Regions from separate parts of the Mus musculus genome. Here region 1 is linked to region 2. The links are chromatin contacts, called in public promoter capture Hi-C maps. All regions are on one chromosome and are shown on one strand. The core of a region is the stretch at or near the end of the contact, and the rest is flanking DNA. Distances in the headings are between cores, read along the strand shown.

Region 1 (6,533 bases), core at 3,516-6,015, 750 kb after region 2:
GTCAGCATGGGAATAAAAGAAAAGTTTTCAGTTGCTTGCAAGTTATTAAGGTATAGCATCCTTCCCAGTATATAACTCAAAATGTCTATATTCTTCCCTACAGAAAAAGCGGTCTATGTTATTTTAAGAAATAAGTAATGGCAGAGCTGAGTAATCTGGCCTGCAGAGTTCCAGTGCCTTGCAGGAAGTTTGGCCTAGTCCGGGACTCCTCCCCTGCAGACACTGGCAGCAAGCCTGCAATTCATGAATACGACCATTAGGTGGCGATAGGTAGCATAGCCGTGTGGCCGAAATACACCTGCTACTTAACCTACTTTGGTTTCTCTCGCCAAAGAAAGGGGCCAGAAATTTCAAGAGTCCCTCAAAGGCCTCGTTAAGGCATGCTCTTGTGCTTGGCACTAGTGGACATTAATGGAACCGTTTAGGGGCAGGGATGCGTAGTGGTAAGTCTTCATGTGATTGAGGAAGTACCTGGAAGGAGACTTGATCCCCATCCTTTCCCATAGCTCTTCTGCTTCTCCTGACCAAAGGAGCAGCTTTTTTTTTTTTTTTTTTTTTTTGCTATGTTGAGATATCGTAAGTCTTTTGTCCTCCAAAGAGTTAAGAACTGAAGTTATGAATAATTAAAAAACCCAAATAATCTAATATTGGGTATTATACAGATATTGGATAACCAATGGAAACTTTTTCTGTTATTCTTATTTTAGCCACTATTTTTTATCCAGAGATGGCTGGCATCCTATTAATTTCTTGTGGTCTTCTGAAAGAGGCTTACAGTTGAATGAAGGCATCTACTGAGTTAACCTTTACTCTCTCCTCTCTTTGACTTCAGTTTTTCTGTGTACTTCAGGGTTATCTTGAACTAAATCCTCCTGCCTCAGCCTCCCAAGTATTGAGATTTCCATGTTCTGCTTCCTTTCCCTTTAATCACATACGTGAACACGCATGTCTCTCTGCTCCTTGTTCTTCGACTTAACAATATGTCCCAGACCCAAGCCTAGCAGAGTTGTCATTGAAGAGACCAGAGAGACTTCATCTAGCAACTGATGAGAACAGATACAGAGTCCCATCGCCAACCATTAGGAGGAGCTTGGGGAGTCCTGTGGAGGAGGGGGAGGAAGGGTTAGAGGAACCAGAGGGGCCAGGGACACCATAAGAACACCGGCCTCAGAATCAACTGACTGGGGCTCAGAGGGGCTGGCAGAGATCAGGGAGCCTGTTGGGGTCTGTCCTAGGCTCTTTGCATATGTGTTATGGTGGCTAGATCGGTCTTCTTGTGAGAATGCTAACAGTGGGAGTGGGGGCTGTTTCTGACTCTTTGCTTACTTGTTGGACCCTTTCCTTCTACTGGGTGGCCTCATCCAGCCTTGATGTGATGGCATGTGCCTGGTCTTATTGTAGTGTGTTACGAAGTGTTCAGTTGATCTTCCTGTGGCCTGCACTTTTCTGAGAGGAGGTGGAACAGGGAGAGGTGAGTTGGGGGGGGGTGTTGGGTGGAGATACCAGAGAGGGGAGAGAAAGGGGAATCTTCAATCAGGATGTAATATATGAGAGAATATATATATATATATATATATATATATATATATGTATATATATATATATATATATATATATATATATATATATGATTTCAGTGATTTCAGTGTTCAAATATTCCCAGTGCACATAGCTGTCCCCAATTCATGGGCACTAAAGCTGCTGATAGTCCCTTGCTTTATAGTGACCATGCTCCCAGCCCCTTTGCACATGAATACTATTCCTGTAGAAATGCACATGGAGATAGAAGTAGGTTAAAGGGCTTTCTGCCATTTAGGTGACAGCCTTCCAAAGCCCCGTGTGTTAAATATTTGTTCCCCAGTCTGGCAGGGTGAGGAGGTGGGGTTCAGAGGGAGGGAGTTAGATTATTAGAGGTGTGTCCTTCGAAGTGGGCTGCAAGTCCCCTGGTGATCAGCTTCTTCTGCAGTGTACTCCTGCCTCGGTGTCCTGTTTCAGCAGAGGTCAGGACCAAGGTCAACTGACCAGTGGACTGGAACCTCAGAGACTGAGCCTAAATAAACATCCCTTCTAAGAAGCTCTTTTTACAGATATTTGTTAAAAAAAGCTGAGGAATGCAAAATAATGGGCATGTGTGGTTTTAATAAGAGTGGTTGGATTTTCTTCCATAGATGTTGTGCACTTTATACTCCTGTGGCTTGTGAGGAGGTCTGCCAGCTTTCCCTTGACTTCTGGAACATACTGTGCTATTGACTCTGGAGTCTCTGACAGGTAAAAGCAATGACAGCTTAGTGTGGTTTCGGTTTTCTTTTTCTTTTTCTTTTTCTTTTGTGATGCTGGGGTGGATGCCAGGGTCTCATGTACTCTACAACGGTGTCCCATTGTGGAGCCACACTCCCAGCCCCTCGTATGTTTAATAGTTGTTTGTAAGCTGGTAGGATGGCTCAGCAATTAGAGGTGTCTGCAGCCAAGCCTGATGACCTGAATTTAATCCCCAGGATCACATGGTGGAAGGAGAGAACCAACTCCTGAAAGTTGTAATGACCTACACACACACACACACACACACACACACACACACACACTCATACACACACACACTCACATACATACACACTCAATACATACACACACTCACACACACACACTCATACACACACACTCATACACACACACTCATACACACACACACACACACACACTCATACACACACACACTCATACACACACTCACACACACTCATACACACACTCACACACACACTCATACACACACACTCATACACACACACTCATACACACACACACACTCATACACACACACACACTCATACACACACACACTCATACACACACACACACACTCACATACATACACACACTCACACACACTCATATACACACACACACTCATACACACACACTCACATACATACACACACTCACACACACACTCATACACACACACACACACTCACATACACACACACTCATACACACACACACACACTCACATACATACACACACTCACACACACACACACACACACACACACACACACACACACACACACACACTCATACACACACACCCTGAAAGGGTAATAGAAGTGCTAAGAGATTAAAAGTCGTTTGTATTTCCTTTCTTGTGAGTTGCCCATTTTATTTTTTAACTTGGGCAAGGTCCAGGTAGGGAGGTGGAGTGCTTGCTAGTGTGCACAATGTCCTGTGCCCTGCAGAGCAGACAGACACATCTGGATCTCACACTTAGCAGTCAGTGCAATGGAACAGTTTTGCATTTAGAGCTGAGCTGAACTTTTTGTCAGGGGGGTCAATAGAATATTTAAGGTGATGGACAACAAGCAAGAAGGAATGGTCAGCTCTAGGAGGAGGAAGAATGGCTCTAGGGTGGACCTATTTGGTCCCTGAGCTGCCAGAGCTGCTCTGCTATTGACTGGTGAGGTAGGGGTGGGGGGTGGGGTAATGGAGGGTGAAAGAGAGGGAGGCAGACAGGTCCCAGGCCTAGGAGGTCCTTACTAGGTCTGCCCCTGTATTCAGTTTTTCTCCAGGCCCTTCTCGGGGTCACCTCTGTCACTGTGGGCATCAGGAAGTTCTTTTCTCACCCCACTCACCCTCCTCTTCCTTTGGTGACATTCCTCTGATCTTCTGCCACCTGGCCTTCATCTCAGGCTAGGACTGAAGGAAGAGAGAGAGGAAGAGGGAGAACCAGGCCAATTGGAAGCATTTGGGGGCTGAAGTGGAGCCCCCCATTCCCTAAAACAGAGCACCCTGTGTGCCTTAAACCTGCAAGTTGCCACAAATGCATAGGGCTGAGTGAAAGGTCAAAGGTGACAATAAAGCCCAACGTTCAAGAATTTCAAGAGGTTTGTTTCTTACTGAGGGTAGCCAACTGGTTCTCATTGGGGGTATTAGAGGTTGGGGCCCTCTCCCTTCTGGACATCCCAGGCAACACAGGTATCAGAGACTCGGTGGTTATCAGGGACCGGGTGAGAAGACCTTGTGTGTGGTTATCAGGGACCGGGTGAGAAGACCTTGTGGCCAGAAGGCTTCTGGTGATTGACTGTGGGGAAGCAGGACAAGGCTTGCCCCTCAGGAAAGGCTTTCTGGGGCCACAATACCCTAGAGAGTCAAGGGATTCGGGCCGGCCGGGGCTCCGCATAGAGCGGAGCTGGCAGAGCAGGGCGCGGTCGCCGCAGCCCCTCAGCGCCGCACGCTCTCCGGAGCCCGCCAGGGGGCAGCGCGGCGTCAGGGGCAGGGTGCGGGCACCGGCAGCATCTCCTTCACCTGTTCTGCCTGCCCAGGACCAGACTGTTAAGGCTCCCCAACTGGCCGGTCCCAGCTCACTCCCAGGAACCTGTGTGCTCCTCAAGGGGCCACCGCGACTCGCGGAGCCTATCTCAGCCCGTATCCCAAGGACCCAGGTCCCAGGTGGGCTCGTCCGCTGTCCCCGCCGCTGTCCCCGCGCCGCACCCGGAGGCGCCGCGCTGGGCGCCGAAGCATCTTTGTCTGCGCTTTGCGCGGCCGCGCGGTCTTGAATCCCTTGATTCCCTAAGGTCTCTTTAGAAAGCGTTTCCACCCCGCGTGGCCGGGCGCAGGAGGAGCGGGGGCGGTCGGTGTGGCGGCGGATAGGGCGGTGCGGGTGCGGGTGCTCCCGGGCCGCGCCGCGTGCGCCCGGTAGAGGCGGCCCTGCGTGTCGTGCGCGGCGTCCGGGGCGCGCCCGCCGCTATCCAGCTTCCCGGGCTCATTAGCAGTCTCGGTGTGCGGCTCGGCGCGGGCTCACAAAGAGCTGCTGCGGCGCCCCGCTCTCGGCCTCGCCGACCCAGTCGGGGGCGGCGGCGCATCGCGCAACCCGCGCGGGCGCAGGTAAGTGGGGCCCGGGGCGCCAGAGTCTCCGCGGCAGCAGCCTGGGTTGCCCGGTTCCGCGTGGGGGGAGCCGGGGCGCAGTGGGGGGCGCGGATGCTGTGGTCCCAGCGCTCCCTTTCGGACCTTGTGGGGCTCTGGAGAGGCAGAGGGGCATCGTCGACAGAGCGGGCCACCGCTGGGACCGGGGGGTGCTACGGACCAGCGCCCCTCTCTCTCCGGACCCACCGGACCCTCCGAGCCACTGACCAGCGGCCGGGCGCGGCAGGGATCAGCTGGCCGCTAGGTTATCAGGGGCTTGCGAAGCGGCGGCGCGGGGCTACCTGGTGTGGCCAGAGGAGATGGTCACTCGTCTGGGTCCCCCTATTATTGCGTTGGGGGGGGGGTTGTCTAGAGGGGAGCTGCTTGGCACTGATTCCAAGTCCCGATGCTGGGCGGCAACTCGGGAGTTTGGGGTCGCTGCTGGGTTCGCTGCTTCCAGGCAACCGGTCTTTGATCTGTACCCCTCCCTCCCCTTTCCCTTTATAATGAGGCCCGGGGGAGAAACTCAGTTAAAAATTCCACACCCCGTATTCTCTGGGGGGATGCGGCGGGGACATGCCCCTTATCCTGGCTGCTTCCTCTTGGCAGGCAGAGCCCGGCAAGGGGACTTGGGTATGGAGGATGAAGGGGAACATTGATCCCAGCTTTTTTCAAGCCTTGTTTTCACAGGGAGCAGTATGGGCAGCAGGCCTCTATATGCCAAAGCTGTGGGTGAACTTCCCCTGAGTGCGGTAGGGATAGGAGCAGGTACCAGTGGGGCTCTGCAAGGGCTTGCCCTGGCTGTAGGCGCCTTAAATAAAGCCTACTAGTCTTAACTTAGAATTCAGTTATGGAAGACTTTTAATTCTTTAATATCTGTTTATTTGTATGTGACTTGACAGAGGCCAAACTTAAATTCGAATTTAAATAAAGCCAGCTCACTCAGGCCTTGTGCACGGTGAAGTTCTTAAACCTTGCTTGTTTTTCTTGGCCTTTCTTCATGTCTGAACTGATTTGTCCCGGTCCCCTTAGACCCCAAGACCCCTTCTTCCTTTATGGATATAGATTTGAGGAAGGATAGTGGTTTCGAAAACAAAGACCCGTAAGCTTTAAGGGTCCAAGTGAACAACTTTTTCTGAAGTACTGATCTGCAGGTGCCAAGAACCAATGGGCAGGCTCCCTTTGGGGCCCGGTCCCTCCAAAGAGGCAAGGATGGGGCTTTCCTGGACAGCAGCAATCTGAGGCAGGGGACTCAGGGCAGAGTGGCTGGGTGACTTTGTCCTGCACTCAGATTGCTGGGTGGTCATGGTGTGCTGCAGAGGGTCTCCTGAACTTTGGAGCTCTGGAACAGAGGGGTGAGTGACACAGACGAAGAACCTGCAGGGACTCCAAGCCACATGGAAGGGATTAGTGGGTCGTGGAACTGGCTATGAGCTGGAGGTACCAACACCTCTCCTTCCATGGCACCACCAAGTCCTTGTCCGCTTGTCCTTGGGACAGTCTCTGAGCTGGGTATAGCCATGTCCCCCCACCCCCAGCTTTTCTCATCTCTCGGGTGTCAGGCAGCAGTAGACTTACCCCACTGCTGCTTTTCCATGTCTGGGGTGCTGGGCCGCACTGAATCAGATGGTCTG
Region 2 (5,690 bases), core at 2,451-4,950:
GTCTTAGTCAGGGTTTCTATTCCTGCACAAACATCATGACCAAGAAGCAAGTTGGGGAGGAAAGGGTTTATTTGGCTTACACTTTATACTGCTGTTCATCACCAAGGAAGTCAGGACTGGAACTCAAGCAGGTCAGGAAGCAGGAGCTGATGCAGAGGCCATGGAGGAATGTTCATTACTGGCTTGCTTCCCCTGGCTTGCTCAGCTTGATCTCTTATAGAACCAAGACTACCAGCCCAGAGATGGTCCCACCCACAAGGGGCCTTTCCCCCTTGATCACTAATTGAGAAAATGCCTTACAGTTGGATCTCATGGAGGCATTTCCTCAACTGAAGCTCCTTTCTCTGTGATAACTCCAGCTGTGTCAAGTTGACACAAAACTAGCCAGTACAGGTGGGTCTGTTTGGTTGGGTTTTTTTTTGTCTGTCTGTCTGTCTGTCTGTTTGTTTGTTTGTTTGTTTGTTTGTTTGAGTGTATATGTTTCTTAACATTTTTCTCTGCCTTGCTCTCATTTCTCTGGAGTGACAGTACACCGATCTTAAGTTGTCTATCACTGACCTGCAGTTCTTGGGTGCTCTGCCTCCTGCCCAACCTTTCCTACTTTGTATTTCAGTATGGCTGATTCTGATTGGTCAGTCTTGATGTTCATCGTCTTTCCTTGGCTGTGACTCTCTCAAAGCTGTTCTTCATCTGTTTTAGTTTGTTGTGGGGTCTGTTTTGGTTTTGTTTTTTACTGTTATTGTTTTATTTCTAGCTCTTCTCTTTGATACTTTCTTCTCTCTACAATCAGATATCAATTCCTGCATGGTGCCCACAGTATTATAGACGGATACATTCAGTCCCCAATAGCTGCAACACCTCAGTTGTGTCTAAGTTGGCACCCACTGGTATTCTGATGCAAATAAAGTGGAGTGGGCTGCACTTGCTCTAACACTGACGTGATATGAGACGTGAGCATACATACCATAGTGTTGTGTCTTTTTAGAGAATTGGGCCCTTTAGCATTGTCTCTGGTACCATAATGATTTTCATAAACCAGGTAAGGTGAAAGATAATGAAGTGGTGTCTTTAAAGACGAAAGAAAAACTTCTATTCTCAAATTATCTATTAAATAGCTCCATGGCATGCAGGAGTCATGCTTTCTCAAACAAAAGAGAACAACTTCACGCCTGCACACCAGTGTTAGAGTCTTCTCAACACATTAGAATGTGGGTTTCTTTCCTCCTTCCTCAAAGGTTGTTTTGTTTTGTTTTGTTTTGCTGAAAGTCAGTCATTTTTCTAAGCAGAGAAGACTGGGGAAATCACTTCGTTCCTGGAAACAGGCACACTTTTTTTTTCTTTAGTGTGCATGTTGAAAGCTGTCAGGACACACAAGGCAGGTCACCCCCTCCTGGTAGCACAGAACACTGTCCTAACTGTACCCCGAGTTTGTGGACCTGAGCTCTGCAACTTGTGCTCCTGCTCCTTGGTGGAGAGGAGAGCGCAAGCTCTGCAGAGAACACACCTTGGGATGTTTGCCCATCTTCTGTGGGGCTGGGGGAGGTGGAGGGTGCACCCATGTTCTCATGCTTATGGGAGCCAAAGGTCAATATTGTGTCTTCCTCAGTCCCTTTGTGCCTTTTATTTTGAGACATGGTCTATTGCTGATGTAGCTCAACTGGCTGTCCAGCGAGCCCCAGCTCCTCCTATCTCAAGCTCCCCAGCCCTGAGATTACAAGTATGAATTTTTGCACCTAGCCTTTAATAGGTGCTGGGTTTTGAAACTCATGTTTTCAAGGAGGAGAGTTTACCAACTGAGACATTCCTCTAGCCCCTCACCCATCCTTTTTGTGAACACCATGCTCAGTCCTATAGATGGGAGCCTGTAAGAGCCAACTGGTTTCTTATTTCTCTTTTCTAGAGGAAGAGCCTGCATAACTTCACTGGCTTGCATTCTTCTTTCATGCATATAACACATCTAGCTGAGTTCTTCGTACTGGGGTCAAGTCAACCCCTCCAGGTTGTCTCCACCTTCCCTCAGAGGCATTTTTCTTTCCTTCAAATTTGAGTCACTTAGACTGGCTGAGCCATCCACTCAGGGGTAGGCTAAAGACACGCTGAGAATCTGTAGCTTTCTCATTGTAATGGTAACCTCAAGCAGAAATATCCATTGTGTTTCATAGAATGAAAACTCCAAATCTTCATGGGCCAGTTAGAGATGCTGTAGTAGGCTTACAGGCTAAATGTAAGAGAGAGTTCTTTCCAAAGCAAACCGAAGAGTAAATCCTCTAAGGCCCATTTTGAAAGCTGTTGCTGTTATTGACATTTGCCACCAGGGGGTGCTCTATGATGCCGCCATTTGTTTGCCTGGGTAAAGCAGATGTTTTTCCATGTACAATGGGACAAACATGAAGTGCAATTGATGCTCATGAGGACAGCCTGTTTTTGAGATGCCCTTGGCTGCACCTCCCCTCAGCCTTCAAACAGGCAGCAGCTCATACTCGAAAGATCAGGTGTGAGCTGTATGTCTCCAGCCCCTCACTTAGGACGTAGTCTTCACCCCAGGACAGGAGAGTTGACAGACTGTCAGACTCTTTCTAGGTAGCCAGCACTAGAATCTTCAGATGTATTTCAGTTGTCTTCTCAGAGTAGACAGACCAGGAACCCAGTCCAGGCTATCTGCTGAGGGTAAGAATCCCCAGGCACGCTGTAGCCGTAAGGTAAGAAAGCTGGGACGTCCTGGTTTAGGTAATTTATCAGAAACCAGACAAAATCATAGTGGCTCAGGTTGGGCTCCCAAGTCAACAAAGCCTATGCTGGAGTTCTGGTTAGCAGACAGTTCTTCTCCCAATGAGGTTCAAGAGCCTGCTCCTGACGTCATATACTTGCATTGTCTGTGTAGGAGACATGGGCAGAGAGGGAAACGTCCCCTAAGCCTGGCCATATTGCCCAGAACTGACCATATTACTTTGCTCACAGCCTGTGCATTCAGCTAAGCAAACCACTCCCCACCACACCCCCTTGCTAAGAGGATGGAAAGTATAGTCACAGCTGGCCCATGAAGGGGTAGACAGCCTGACCCAGAACACCCAAATTATACCCACAGGAATTATTTCTGACAAGTTATTATCCTCTATAACAATCTTTTCCAAAACACCTTGATTTGAAGATCCACAGGGAAGCTTATTTACAACGTAGCCCTCCATCCTGATTCAGGACCCTTGCGTTGGCCCTCTGTATGAAGTACAGATCCCTAGGGGACACAATTCTAGTGAGTCTGGGATGCAGTGTCCCTAAGGATCACCTCTGCTGTCCCCCAGCCACCGGTAGGAAGCCACACCAAAGCCTCAATGTGTGTTTGCTGACCTACAAGACAGGCTGAGCTCAGCCCTGGAAACGAAAGCCACATCAAAGCAGAATGAGATGTCCCAGTCCCCTCCCCCGTCAGACCTTACCTACACTGCTCCATGGCTGGCCACACACAAGGAAAACCCCTAAACTGGCTGGTGATCCACAAAACTGCCTTTCATCTGTTTAGGTGGGAAGAAAGGGGGTGGGGTGGGGGGGGAGAAGCAGTTTGCACTCACAGTCTCTTTAGAAACACTAGAGGGCAGCATTGAGTCGCATCTAATTTCTCAACTTTGCAGTATTGGCTCCTGGATTTTCTGTGTTTTGTTTGCCTTTTTGTTCTTGCCATGGCACTGCTAGTATGAATCATAGGCTACGGGCAAGCAAAGGAACAAAGCAGCTGCCAGGGGCCCTGAGCTGGGCTTCTCTGCGGTGGTGAGACTCCAGAGGGGTGGGGCATCCTGAGCGAAGTGACAGAAAGGAGACTGGTACTCATTAGGAAGGTGGAATTTGGAAACCATCTCCACACTTCTTCCTGTTCACTACCCCTGACAACACCCTGAGGAGAAAGCAGATGTGACATTAAGGATTCCATTTGCTAGGAGCAGGGATCCCTCGGGAACTCATCAGATCTCAGTACACCTGTAGGTAGATACTGACCCCACCCATACTGGTCTCGGTGGCTGGTGTGCCTCTGTCCAGATGCTTTGTGGTGAACCAGCTCCTCTGAGAAGTAACAGGCCAGACTCCCCCACCTAATCACCACCGCCACAGAAGGCTCCCTCTCTGCTCCCCTTTTAAAGGGGCTGTAGGCCAACACTGCCTCTCCTGGACTTGTCACTAGATGCTTTCTGTAGGAGCCTGCTGCCTGGTCCTATGCAGATGAGCTCCCTGGTGGGGGCGGGGGGTGCAGCCCCCACCTCCAGTCTTGCCTCAGCAGAGCTCAGCTCACACCTCTCCCAACTTGCAAATTCTGCCCTTCTCTGAGATGAAATGGAGGCAAGGAGCAGGTCATCCAAAAGTGGCCTTCCGTGGTTCACCACACCCATCTGGGTTTTTCTTCGGAAATAGCAAAAGCACCCATAGCTTTTTCTCATCCTGACAGCAGAGAGATGCCTGCCCTCTAACAGAAAGAGACCCTGTCAGTCCAGGTGATGCCTCCACCTGCTTGCTCTTCGCCTACATAATAGAAACAAGTTTGAAACCTATAGTCTTAACATTCGTGGTATGCAAGTTCTGAGTCTACCTTCTGTCTCCATTAGGTTACCTGCCCTGGGACAGCTATTTTTGAATTTCTGAGCTCTGAACTCTGCTGGTGCCTCCAGCCTCCTGGCAGGCAGATGAGGTGCCTGTCACCATGCCTCTCTCTTCTGTTTCAGCTGTGATCCCTCTGACGGATTCGGAACACAAGCTGCTGCCCTTGCACTTTGCTGTGGACCCGGGAAAGGACTGGGAATGGGGGAAAGATGACAACGACAATGCCCGGTTAGCCAAGTAAGACCTGCCCCGCAGTCCAGTCCGGACCCCAACACCCTGCGGGAGAGTGGTGGTGACAGGACTCCTGTTGGGATTTGGGGGACTAAAGGGCAGGGAGAGGATTGCACGCGCAGGCGAGTGAGCTCCTGCCACCTCCGGAGCTTCTCACTGGGTGTTCTTTTGTCAGCCTCATCCTGTCCCTAGAAGCCAAGCTGAACCTTCTACACAGCTACATGAATGTGACGTGGATCCGCATCCCCTCCGAGACCCGGGTGAGCCTCGAGTGCACGAAGCCCCACCCAGTGACCGGGCAGCAGCCGCTCTGTGCGGTGCGGGCAATGCTGTGCCTCCCCAAAGTCTCCACGCAGCGCAGCGCTCGGCTCCACGCCTTGGGGAGGTCCCACACCTTCATGCCCCAGAACCGGACCCAGCTACTGATTCCTAGTCCAAACACTTCCTCCCGGTGGGAGGCGGGCGCGTATTAGGGGCCCTCCCTCTCCCCCACCCCCCTCCACCTCTTATTTTACACAGCAGGAGAAGAATAAACACACCCACTCACAAAGCAAACCGTAGGCAAGTCAAAACACAAAACTATCTCTGCAGAGATCGGAACAAAATGTGCCGCGGCAGAGCGGAATTAATTATAACTGTGTGTGGATCCTTAGAAAATCTAGGGAACCAACAGCGCTAGTCCTCAGCGCGCGCCCTTCCCCTCCCTGAGGCGGAGGTGGCCTCCGGTGGAGCTAGCAGAAGGCGGAGAGACGCGGACCCATCCCGGGGGTGGGATGGGGGTTGCCCCTGCTTGCAGATGCTGAGAGATTCTTTTTAAGTTTGTGACTGATGTTTTCATAATCTTGGGAGGGAACTCCCAAGGGAAGGGATTTGTG

The links. Promoter capture Hi-C pulls out the DNA fragments that hold promoters and counts their contacts.
Region 1: a contact with region 2 is called in a promoter capture Hi-C map of hippocampal neurons, with 4 times the contacts expected there. The contact joins the promoter of Apba2 here to the enhancer-like site in region 2. A contact is called at or near these places in 3 of 39 promoter capture datasets (hippocampal neurons, liver and stem cell-derived epiblast-like cells), 2 of 484 Hi-C or Micro-C datasets (both in embryonic stem cells) and 4 of 115 datasets of contacts at active chromatin or transcription factors (astrocytes, craniofacial prominence, embryonic forebrain and 1 more).

What each region holds. Positions count from the first base shown.
Region 1 is chr7:64,497,373-64,503,905 of GRCm38.p6, forward strand. Apba2 (amyloid beta (A4) precursor protein-binding, family A, member 2) reads left to right here and starts at 4,766. Exons shown (of 15, transcript NM_001291166.1): 1 at 4,766-4,881.
Region 2 is chr7:63,749,926-63,755,615 of GRCm38.p6, forward strand. It overlaps Otud7a (OTU domain containing 7A), which reads left to right. Exons shown (of 14, transcript NM_130880.1): 12 at 4,707-4,821; 13 at 4,991-5,075. Among named protein-coding and RNA genes, the nearest start is that of Gm39023, 100 kb to the right of the region's middle. Within about 2 kb of position 3,701, at least 103 of the 459 cell types and tissues checked have an H3K27ac peak or open chromatin away from gene starts, as enhancers often do. A contact at or near this core is called in hippocampal neurons, where this site is marked.